Regions from separate parts of the Pan troglodytes genome. Here all the other regions are linked to region 1. A link is a contact called in public Hi-C data. All regions are on one chromosome and are shown on one strand. The core of a region is the stretch at or near the end of the contact, and the rest is flanking DNA. Distances in the headings are between cores, read along the strand shown.

The links. Hi-C and Micro-C count contacts between places; a contact is called where the count stands out from the background.
Region 2: a Hi-C map of stem cell-derived neural progenitor cells shows a contact between it and region 1, with 4 times the contacts expected there. The contact joins the promoter of SLIT3 here to the enhancer-like site in region 1. A contact is called at or near these places in 2 of 7 Hi-C or Micro-C datasets (blood and stem cell-derived neural progenitor cells).
Region 3: a Hi-C map of stem cell-derived neural progenitor cells shows a contact between it and region 1, with 2.1 times the contacts expected there. The contact joins two enhancer-like sites. A contact is called at or near these places in 3 of 7 Hi-C or Micro-C datasets (induced pluripotent stem cells and stem cell-derived neural progenitor cells) and 1 of 1 other capture datasets (stem cell-derived neural stem cells).

The regions. Positions count from the first base shown.
Region 1 is chr4:166,834,377-166,838,249 of NHGRI_mPanTro3-v2.0_pri, reverse strand. All of the region lies in intron 4 of SLIT3 (slit guidance ligand 3), which reads left to right. Among named protein-coding and RNA genes, the nearest start is that of SLIT3, 140 kb to the left of the region's middle. Within about 2 kb of position 2,504, at least 5 of the 24 cell types and tissues checked have an H3K27ac peak or open chromatin away from gene starts, as enhancers often do. A contact at or near this core is called in stem cell-derived neural progenitor cells and stem cell-derived neural stem cells, where this site is marked.
Region 2 is chr4:166,973,653-166,977,256 of NHGRI_mPanTro3-v2.0_pri, reverse strand. SLIT3 (slit guidance ligand 3) reads left to right here and starts at 1,962. Exons shown (of 36, transcript XM_016954159.4): 1 at 1,962-2,385. The coding sequence starts at 2,189.
Region 3 is chr4:166,663,332-166,666,997 of NHGRI_mPanTro3-v2.0_pri, reverse strand. All of the region lies in intron 4 of SLIT3 (slit guidance ligand 3), which reads left to right. Among named protein-coding and RNA genes, the nearest start is that of MIR218-2, 220 kb to the right of the region's middle. Within about 2 kb of position 2,292, at least 5 of the 24 cell types and tissues checked have an H3K27ac peak or open chromatin away from gene starts, as enhancers often do. A contact at or near this core is called in stem cell-derived neural progenitor cells and stem cell-derived neural stem cells, where this site is marked.

The DNA of each region.
Region 1 (3,873 bases), core at 1,255-3,754:
GATTGGAAGAGCGCAGGAGTGGTCACGTCACCCTTCCTTCCGTTGTCCAGTAGAATGACACTAGATAGTTCCTGAACTTCCTTAGTATTTCCCGATATGCTCTCTGCAATGATAAAATATCCAGATTTTATCTGGGCTGATAGCTCATGCTATCTGTCTAATCACTTTGGTGAGGTTGCCAGCCTCAAGGAGAAATCAGGGAGAATCAGAAATTAAACATTTTTCAGTCATTTTTTTCACACATATAAGTTGCATTTTGGTTGTTCCTCTAGAGAGACACTAGGGAAAAGGGAGCCACTATGATGTCCATAGCCCTCATTCCAAACACCCATTGATTAAACAGAGCCTGGCTCAGAAAGCCTGTGTCGGGTTTAAGGTACTCATGTATCTTAAGTGCAATTTGGATTTCCCAGTTCAACCTGGGCTTCATGCATTGGAGTGTGCACGTTCAAAGTGAAAGTCATGTAAATCAGATGAATTTGACTATCAGCCTGGCACACCTTTTCATTTCCTTTTTTTTCCTCGCACAGTGGCCTGGGCCGGAATGCAGTGGCACAATCTCGGCTCACTGCAACCTCCGCCTCCCAGGTTCAAGCGATTCTCCTGCCTCAGCCTCCTGAGTAGCTGGGATTACAGGCACACACCACCATGCCCAGCTAATTTTTGTATTTTTAGTAGAGGCGGGGTTTCACTATGTTGGCCGGGCTGGTCTCGAACACCTGACCTCATGATCTACCCACCTCGACCTCCCAAAGTGCTGGGATTACAAGCGTAAGCCACTGTGCCCAGCCCCTCTTTTAATGATCATCAGAGCCATTTTCTTCTCCCTCCTGTCTGTTATTGAGATATTTACTCTGTGTTGTAATCAGGTTCAAGTTCCCCATTCTCTGCAGGTCTTTCTCCCTTAGAGCTATCTCCCTACTCCTACCTTACCTTCCTATTATGATTTGGCAGTGAATCCTGTATCACCTGGCTGACAGATCTTAATGATGACCCTGGCCATTTAGCAACTAAGCCTCCTACCATGTGCCAGGCATCATACAAGGTCATTGCCCTAACTTCATTTTATCCTTACAGCAGCCTGAAAAGGTAAGGGGAGCCAGGCCCAGTGAGATTAAGTGACTTCATTAAAGTCCCACTCATAACAATCGGGGCCAGGAATGGTGTGAGCTCTGTTTGACCCCAAACCTCTGAACACGGACGCTTTGACTCATGGTGTGGTCAGTGCTGTTGGATAACTTTGCGCACATGCTTGTCTGGTTTTGATAATTAGGGAATATGCTTTGCAGGCAGGAAGCTCACATTTCTTTGTGTCCCCATGGCATCTGGCACAGCACTTTTCACTCCGAAGACCTGCATGACTGTGTGTTGCTTGAGAGGTCTGAGCAGCTCATGTTCACTTTGTACTGATAACCTGGAGACAGGAAGGAAAGGAACTTCTCCTCCTGCTGTAAGGGCAACATGGCGATACACAGCACATCTCAAACTCTGTGCATCCCAGTCTCCTGGAGGGCTTGTTAAAACAAATCGCTGAACCTACCCACCAGTTTCTGAGCCAGTGGTTCTGCATGGGGCTGGATAATTTGCACATCTACCAAGATCCCAGCTGGTCTTGGACCCCACTTTGAGGATGACTGTCATACTGGGAAGTACAACCCAAATTCGAATCCCATCTCTGTGGCTTACTAACCACGGGCAAGTTTCTAGAACTCTCAAGGATCCAGTAGCACCCTCTGTAATGAAAGCATAATAACATCAACAAGTTGTTGTGAAAATTAACTGAATATCCCATATATACATAGTATTTCTTTAGCAAATACAGATACAACACTTTATATGTGCTAAACACATGTTGGCACCCTTTACAAATATGAACTTAATTCTCATAACAAGGCTAGGTAGTAGTCCCTCTGTTTTCTTCCTTGTACAGAGAAGGAGACTGAAGCCCAGAGATGGTCTATGACTTGCCCAGGGTAACCCAGCTAGTAAGTGTGCAGAGCTGGGCTATAATCCAGACAGCCTGGCTCCTGAGGCCCCACCCTCAGCTACCACAGTGGACAGTACCTGGCCTGTCTCTTCCCCGTTCCCAGGTTACACTAAGAATGGGCCCTACAAAAGGGCAGAGATTATTTTTCTAGTTCATAGGCAGATTAACCATACATGAAAAAACAAAAAAAACAAAAAACTGTTTTATGACCACAGCTTTGAAACCACATGGTTGGCCTCCCTTCTGATATCAATATGGTCAGCCGGGAGTGACTGTTTCTCTTTAAACATCTCTGGCACCGAGGTTTATCATTGCTCAAGAGGACGGTAGTTTAAAGAGGCCTTCAGGCTGAAGGAGTGGAGGCGGCAGGATGCGGGTCAGTAATAAAAGTGAAGAGAGATTTGCAGCTCCCCCATGGAGGGCCTCAGGAGTCTAGCCAGTGGGCGGGTACAGAGGCTCAGCCCAAGGAAGGGGCAGTGATGGACAGGGTGGGAGGGGAGCAAATAGTTTCAGCATGGCAGAGTAACTGAAGCTGAGAGGGCAGGCAGTGGGAGAATTCCAGCTATGTCATGGGAAATGGCTATGGCCAGGGCTCTGAATTAGCGGCCGACCACAAATACCCTGGGACCCTGCCAGGGGTCAGGAGACTGGGGCACCGCCGGGATGCCAAATGGTATGCCGTATTTCATTGTCAGAGGAGGAGGAGGAGGCGATTTTAGCTGTTATCCCTAGATGTGAGTGCTGGCACTGCCAGGAGCTGAGAGCTGGGTGGGGACGTATGTAGGAGTGAGAGAGAAGCTAGAAAAATCCGCTTTTCATTCCAAGGAACAACATAGAGGAAAGACCAACCATGCCGCTGGGGATTCGCATGATCTCAAAGCTTTTTTGGCCACCATCTCTGAAGGCTTTCTGCCCTTTTTTCTTTTCTCTGCAAGGTGAGACATCAAAGTCTCCCATTGCCATGTTAGAGAGCTAAAAGGGAAATGCTGACCTGGATCCCTCAAAGTGTAGGTGGATGGAACAATGGGGCTTCTGGGAGAATGGGCTTCACGTGGTTTGCCTGTTTGACATCTTTGGCTTGGAGCTGAGCAATGAAATGTGGAAAAAAATCAACTTTGAAAGTAAACGAGCTCAGTGCCCAGCCCACGCTGGGGATGCTGGGAGGGATAGGGTTGTATCACTTGATTCATTCCTCCAGCTTATCTCAAGTCCTGGCACCATGAGGCCTTTATAAATGTTTGTTGAGTGAATGAGGGGACTGATTGATTAATTGCTTAATTATGTCCAAAAGGATGATAAATTCAAAAAGAATCTTGGCTAACTCTTTAGAAATGCTTGATGAATTAAAGGTTTTTCTGAACTCCTCGTCGCCCCATGTGACTGTGAAAGGAAGCCTTTCACCCAGGCTAAGAGGAATGGACAAGTCTCTTTTTTCTTAGGTATTTCACTGGATTTCATTTACACTGTAAATGAAGGTTAATAGCCTAGGCCTTAAAGTTAGACAAGTGAGGTTCACACTGGGCAGATGAGATGTGTGCCCTTGGGCAAGTCACTTAACTTCTCTGAGCAGTAATTTTCTCATTATAAAAGGAAGATAATAGTAGTGTCTTCCTCCTCAGACCATTAAAATAATCTCTCTGAATGGCATGGCACAGTGATAGACGTGTAATAGCCTTCAGTAAGTACAACTCTTTGGGATCAGTGAGGATTAAGTTCAACTAAAGGAACATAAAACCCCTTAGTAATGGCTTAAACAAGGTAGAGATTTATTTTTCTTTATGAATCTACAATTAGGAAATCTATAGTTGGTATAGTAGTTCTGCTCTACCAAGTGCTCAGAGACCCAGGTTGATTTGGCTTTGTTCTATTATCCCTATGTTGTGGCC
Region 2 (3,604 bases), core at 713-3,212, 140 kb before region 1:
TGCTCCAGACAGTCTGAGACGCTTTGTGCCCTTGGGCCCTTGCCCGGTTCTCTCATCTGCCTCAGTCCTGGTACTAAATTGGTTCAAGGTTTGGAGGAAAGCTTCAGAGCAAAGGGGGAAAAGGATGTTTAGAGTTCTTAAATACTGAAGTCACCCTGAAGACCGGAGCATAGACCCTCGCCAGCCACCAGGGGGCGATAACAACAGCATCTGTACAGAAAGCCGTTCCCAAGAATAACAGCAGTAAATTGCACCTAATGTGTTTATGAATGATGAAGGGACTCGAGTGTGTGTGTTTGAGTGAGTGTGCGTATGTGTGTGTTTGTGTGTACGCGCGCGCAACTGGGTGCCCAAAGCTAAGACTTTGAAAATCTGCTAAGTATAATACAATAAAATCTACAACTCTACTATATATTCACAGGATGTGGTCAAGTAGTTGAAAGTTTCCTTGAAGGAAAATGAGGTAGAAGAAATCAGAATAGTATTCTTATGAAAGAAAAGAGAAGCGCTCTCAGGAGTATAGTTGTCACTATGTGAGTGTGTGTGCGAGCATGCATGTGCACGTGTGTGTGATTGCGGGTGTATAAATGGGTGTGTGTGAGCCTGAGTATGTGAGAGTGTGTGCGTGGCTGTGAATATGTAGGCACCAGTGTGTGTGTATATATATGCAGGGCTCATTCAGGCCTTCTCAGTGTGAGGGGACCTCAAGGAAATCCGGGCAATACTTCCTCCAGTTCCTGCCCTTTCCTTTCAAACAAACAAACAAAATCATTCCTACGAGTATTTATGGAGCCTCTAACGCACACGCCCCTCCCCACTGGCATCTGGAAAAGCTCAGACGTAGCCAATTTAAAGCGGGCGCCGGAAGAAAGGAGGCGCTGGGGACAGAAGGGATGCCTCGTCCGCGAATGACTTTTGCAAAAACACGTTCTCTTCTGTGATGCTCCAAACAACCCAGGGAGGTGAGGCCAGGTAGGACTGTGGCCCCTGATTTGAGAAAACGAAGGCTCAGAGATGACACGATTGGCCCAGAGTCACCCAGTCAGGAAGCAGAAACCCGAGGATGGAACAAGGCATTGTCAATCCAGGGGTCCAAGTCGCTGCCATCACTACTTTTACCAGTCCACCAAGCGCTGGGTCTGGGCAAAGCAGGGCAAGTTTCCGGGTAAGGTTTGCCAGCAGTGACCTCAACAACATGGACCACGGTGTGTGTGTGTGTGTAGCTGTGGAGTACATTGGTGTCAACCAAGGCTCTTCAGGCAAAATTGTGGATCTCTGCCATGAGTACTAGGTGCGGTAGGGAAGCGGCTTCGTGGGCGACACTGCCATGGTTTGGCGTCCCTAGCAGCTGTGCGACCTCCAGCAAGTCGCTTCACTTCTCTGAGCTGTTTTCAGACGACCCCTTGGAAGATCGTGGACTTAAGTAAAGAATATGAGTAGAGTGCTCAGCTCAGTGCAAAAATTAAAAAAAAAAAAAGTGTCAGGAGCCTTATCCGTCCCTGGCTCTTAACAGTGAATGAGTTTCAGTGTTTCTTTCCCGGGGCCCTGCTGGCCGAGCCCCTTTCCTTCCCTGGTTCCTTCTCTCTCCCTCCTCTACTGCCTCCTCCCTCCAGGCTCTCGGTCGCTCCAGCAAAGTTCCCAACTTAGTCGACATGACGCGCGGCGCAGCCAATGGGAGGCGGAGTTGGCGTTTCTTGGTAGGGGGGGGGGGCCGGAGGGGTGGGCCCCGCGTCTCCGGTGTCTGCCGTGCTCAGTGAATGGAGAGAGCGAGCGCCGGCCAGCTCACCCGGCCGCCCGGTGCCCCAGCCGCAGCCGCCGCGCTCCCCAGCCCAGCCCCAAGCCGGACCTCCCCGGGCGCCACGCCCCATTGCGCTCGCCCCAGGTCCCCAACCCGGCCCGCGGGCCAGCGGGGCCAGGGGGCGCTCCGCACCTGGGCACTCCCAGCGATGCGCAGCGGGGCAGCGCCGGCCCCGCCGATGGAGCTGCTGTTGCTGCCGCTGCCGCCGCCGCCGCCCGGCGCGCCCCGCTCCGCCCGCGCCCCGTGCGCCTGAGCGCCGAGCTCGCCCCTCCTCCGCGCTAACTCCGCCGCCCGCTCCCCAGGCCGCCCGCGCTCCCCGCGCGCCTCCTCGGGCTCCACGCGTCTTGCCCCGCAGAGGCAGCCTCCTCCAGGAGCGGGGCCCTGCACACCATGGCCCCCGGGTGGGCAGGGGTCGGCGCCGCCGTGCGCGCCCGCCTGGCGCTGGCCTTGGCGCTGGCGAGCGTCCTGAGTGGGCCCCCAGCCGTCGCCTGCCCCACCAAGTGTACCTGCTCCGCTGCCAGCGTGGACTGCCACGGGCTGGGCCTCCGCGCGGTTCCTCGGGGCATCCCCCGCAACGCTGAGCGCCTGTGAGTACCCCTGCCCCACCCCACGCGGGCCACCCACCTGGGTCCCACCGAGGGGGCCCCAGGCGCCAGATCCGTCCTTTCCCCTCGGCCTCCCTGGATGCAGTCTCTATTCTCATCCCTTCCTGGATACGATCCCTCACTCTCCGAGCTGGGGGTCTGTAGGCTTGGTCAGATCTGGAAAGAGAGGTCTCGAAACCCCCAGCGATGGGCAAAGAGCAGTGCCTCTCCAGGGGTGAGGGTTCCAGGCGCAGGGCCCGCTGACAGCTTCCAAGGAGTAGCTGAGGAGAGGCGAGGGGAGGCAAGAGCACTGCAGCCTCAAGGTCTTAGGGTGAGGGTCAGGGGTCTGCGCTCGTTAAAAAGGGGGGCGGGCGAAGGAGAAAGCTATAGGATGATGGGCCGTCAAGGCGCGGAGGCGGGAGAGAGGGCCCGAGACTGTTGACCTGCTTGGAGATCAGAATGGGCCAGCCGCTCTCTGGCTGCCCTTGCAAGGAAAGTTGAGAGTGTGGGTGAAGGTTTAACTTCTGAGGAACTGGACAGATTCAGAGTGGGTGCTCGCAAAAACCGCTCTGCCTGGAGCGCAGTCTGGGAGATGCCAAGTTGCAGCCCCGGGTGAATTTTTTATGGCTCGGTTATAAATGCCTCCCCGAACGAAGGGGCCGGAGAATGGAAATGCTGACAGCCCTTCAAATGAGACCGAGCGTTATAATCTTACAAACCGCACTCAGCCTCAGATCTTGGGCTTGGCAGCGAATGGAGAGGCGCTTGGAGAATGGGGTGGATTGACCCTAGTTTTAGCCCCAATTGTGCAACCAAATATTTACTTTTCATATGTCAACGTTTTGGAAACATTTATCATTTTGATCCTCGGACCAGATTCAAAACTTGGACTCCGGGGTGGGCTCCTCTTAGTCCGCAGTTGGGGTGGGGTAAGGGAGTGGGGGAGAAACGCTGGAGTGGGTGGGAGCCTTACTGGGAACCCAGCCGAGAAGTGGGTGAGGGTTTGCTCTAGTGTGGTAGATTCCCTCCGTGTCTTGCTCTCCCTCTTCTCCCCTTCCTCATGTGCCTTAGGGGTAGGCGCCTGGATCTTCCACTCTGCTTTCTTGACTTCAGGCTGGAAGAGAGTAGTGATGACAAGCATTGTCCTAGAGTGTGTTATTCCTGCTAGTCACCTCCTATCACCCCACCTCCTCTTCTCTTCCACTTCTTTGTGCATCTCTGG
Region 3 (3,666 bases), core at 1,043-3,542, 170 kb after region 1:
ACCGTCTCCTCCTACAGCCACACAATGAGCCAGTCAGGGGCAAGGTTGCAACTGGAACCCTGGCTCCCAATGTCTTGTCTGCATCCCTCATACCCATCCTGGGCATCCTGCAATTCCCACTGACTCTAGAAGCCCTTGGTCAGCTGCTGTGAGAAACTGACATTCTGTAAATTCTGTGTTTTGCCTTTGTTTTATTTGTATTATGTTATAACATCAAGAGAAACCCAAGGGCTTTCCCCAGAATGGGGAAAAAGCGGGATGATTTTGATCACGTGGCTCTACCATTTACTCAGTGGGGAAGAGAAGGTGGCCCCTGACCAGGAACAAGGTGATAGATTTCTATGCCCATCTTCACTTTGTGTCTTGTTTCTTTTCTGCCTATCATCATTTAGTCAGGAGTTTTTTTTTTTTTTTTTTTTTCCCTGCGTACTTAGAAAGTATATGAGAAAACAGAAACTCTTTCCATAAATCTTGTTAGGAGAGAGAAGAATCCTGTAGTCACTTAGGATGGAAAATCCTTCTAAGACAAAAGGGCCTTCAGAGCAGGCTGTGGGAGCACATTGAGCCCACAGAGAGAGGTTGACCCCCCTGGGGGATTTTGTCTGGCCTTTCACTTCCTAATACCTTGTTGTCCACATCTGTGTAGTGGGTCTCCATCTGTCCTGCCTGCTTCTGAGAGATGACAGAGGGAGTCTCTGAAAAAGCCAGGCGTCAGATCCTGTAGGCGGGGTGCCATGGGCATGGCCTGGACAAGTGAAGCCTGACATGTGGGTGCTCTCCTCCGGACCCGGAGCCCCCCTGAGAGTGCAGAGCCCTGACTCTCACAGCAGCCTGTCAGCAGCGCCTCGAGCACCTGGCTGTTCTGCGCTTGGCTGACATCTCGGGATTCCTCAGTCTCTTAGGAGAAGGAGAGGAAATGTGTGTTTTCAGTTTGGGAAGGAAGACACACCTCTAAATGTCAGACCTGAGGCTTCAGATAAGCCCATAGGATATTTTCATTTGGGGACTGAAAAGAGCCGACCCAAACACCTACCTACTGAGGCCCATGAAGCTCACACTCCCAGAGAGGTTCAGGGGTAAATCTTGCGCCGCGTCACCCTTTCCAATGAAGAGAGGGCTTTGAAGCTCGTGCCTCGCTCTGGGCTCATTGTTCTGCGTGTAAAGGGCCTTTGCTAACACCCACTGGCATTTTCTAGTACAAGGGAACACTGTGTCAACCTACATGAAAACGGAAATGCTAATGCTCCTGGGATTTGAGACCACAGTGCCCCCTCCGTGTTCAGTAATCCTGGAGGCAGCGACTGGAAAATACATTCCATGCAGCACAGATTCATTTAGAGCAATGTCTTTCAGACTCTGTCCCTTGGAACCCTGAGGTTCCACAGAACACATCAGGGACTGGGGCAGGGGGACAGATGGCCGCTGGAAATGGGTGCCCTCCAGGCCTGAGCAGGACCCCAGGCCTTCCTTTCCAACCTGACCGGAGAACTTTTGCTTCCATTTTTATGCTATGGTTCTGCACACAACTCCATTCAACAGAAGGTTCCCCTGCTTTTAAAAAGAGTTTGAAGACCCTTGGCCGAGGTAAAGGCTCTATTCAATCTATAATTCTATTTACAAGACAAAAATAAATAACCTATTTATAAATCCAGCTTAATTAGCCCTCGCATAAAGTAAAAGTAAACCTCAGCAGAATTCTACAGGATTCGGTCATCATAATTCTTTCTCCTCCTTCAGATGTAGTTGAGGGTCCTTGCGTCTGTCATTAAGCTCCTCACTCCCCATTCATAAGGCTGCCTTGTACTTTGTGAAGGATTTCCACAGACTCCTTGGCTGGGGGTGTGAGCAATCTCAAAAAACCTTCACCAGCCCGTATGAAGTGTCTGACTAAAACGCAGGAGGTCATTCTCTTTTCTGCCAGGGGCAGCTTCTCAAACACAGAAGGGTGGCTCAGGAGAGGGGGTGGGGCAGGGGCCAAGTCCAATGGCAAAGGCAATGGCTTTGGGCCAAAGGGTAAAAATGCTTGTTTTCAGGAAAATTAGAAAAATTTGCCTGAGGCAGGTCCCACTTACACACTGAGTTCTTATATGGGCCCTTTTATATTGCTGTTTACTTTGCTTTTTAAATTAAAAAATCAGTGCCTGCCAGTCAGGGGGCCTCTCCGGCCCTGAAAGGGTCTGCCGTTGCCCCCACCCCAGCTCCCCACCCCAGGCTCTTGGGTCAGAGACTGATGGGAATTGGGCGTCAAAAGGGAAATGTGTGGGTTAGAGGCGAACGTGGAGTCTGCGCTGTTTTTCTGTATGGTAATGGACAAGCCAGGGTGGCCATTCTGAGACAGGCACTTTCTCCTCTCCAGTCTCTGGGGTAGGCCTTTGAAAACAATTGCCAGCTAGAATGACTGAAAGAATTTTCCTGGGGATCCTGAGCAAAACCTCTGAGAGAAGGGGGAGGCTTTCCCTCGTCCTCCCTGATAGATCCCCAGGGCACTGCATTCCCCAGGCTGGCATTTCCCCACTCCTGCCTACAGGTTTGCTGCTGGGGGTGGTGGGGGCAGTGGGGAGGCCAACATGGGAAGCCACTGTTTGTGATGCCTGTGACCCAGCCCAGCTTCTAGAGGGCTGTGGCCCACACAGCACCTGGGGCTCCCGTGTCCCCTCCCAAGCCTGGGGCTGTAGGCTCTCCACCTGCTTCCCAGCCAGGCAGGTGACTGCCCCATGCTGGTGAGAGCTGAGGCCTTGGAGCGATTCAGACTCTATTCCTCCCACTTCCTCCTTTGGAGGCCTCTGAGCCTCAGTGTTCTTAGCTCAAAAATGGGATTACAACTACAATTTGCTTGATAAGGTTTTTGGAAGGACAAAAAAAGAGACAATCTTTATGAAACCCCCCAGTTCAGAGTCCTTGGCACATCATAACCACTCCCCAAAACATTAGCTATTATGAGTTACTACAGTTAGATATTCTTGATGGGAAGCAAGTGCTTCTAGTATAGTATCTAATAAGAGCACCTCCCAGCAGTGCCAGTTGCTAGCTGTGTGATGTCAGATAAATTCCTTTACCTTTCTGACCTTCACTTTCCCCGTTCACAGAATGAAGATGACCATTCCCATCCCACAAGGTGACAGTGGCCCAATGAAAGCAGCAAATGCAAACAAGTGCTTAGTGCAGGGTCTGGCACTTGGCAAACAGGCAATAAATGATAGCTGCTGTTACTCGTGGCAGCTCTCGTGTAGCATTCTTCAAGGACAACATAACGTTATTGGGTTTTGTTTTTCTCTAAGACCTCCCTGGAGCGTGTTCTTGCAGACTGACCCAGCAGTCAGCTGAGGGACATTACTAACCCACCCAAGAGGGACAGGACCTGCCCGAGGTCCCTGTACCTGCACACAACTCCATTCGACAGAAGGTTCCCCTGCTTTTAAAAAGAGTTTGAAGACCCCTGGCTGATGTAGAGGCTCTATTCAACCTATAATTCTATTTACAGGCCAAAAATAAATAACCTGTCTGGGTCCCCTTCACTCTCCCTTTACAATGATGCTGTTTTGACACTGGGCTGGGGCAGGGAGATAATTGTTTTAAATTTTTTTATTCTCATCAAGTTTGAGAGAATGCTTTTAAGGCTGTGAGGTGGTCATGAAAGGTAGAGTTGAGAGGTGAAGCCCGCCATGT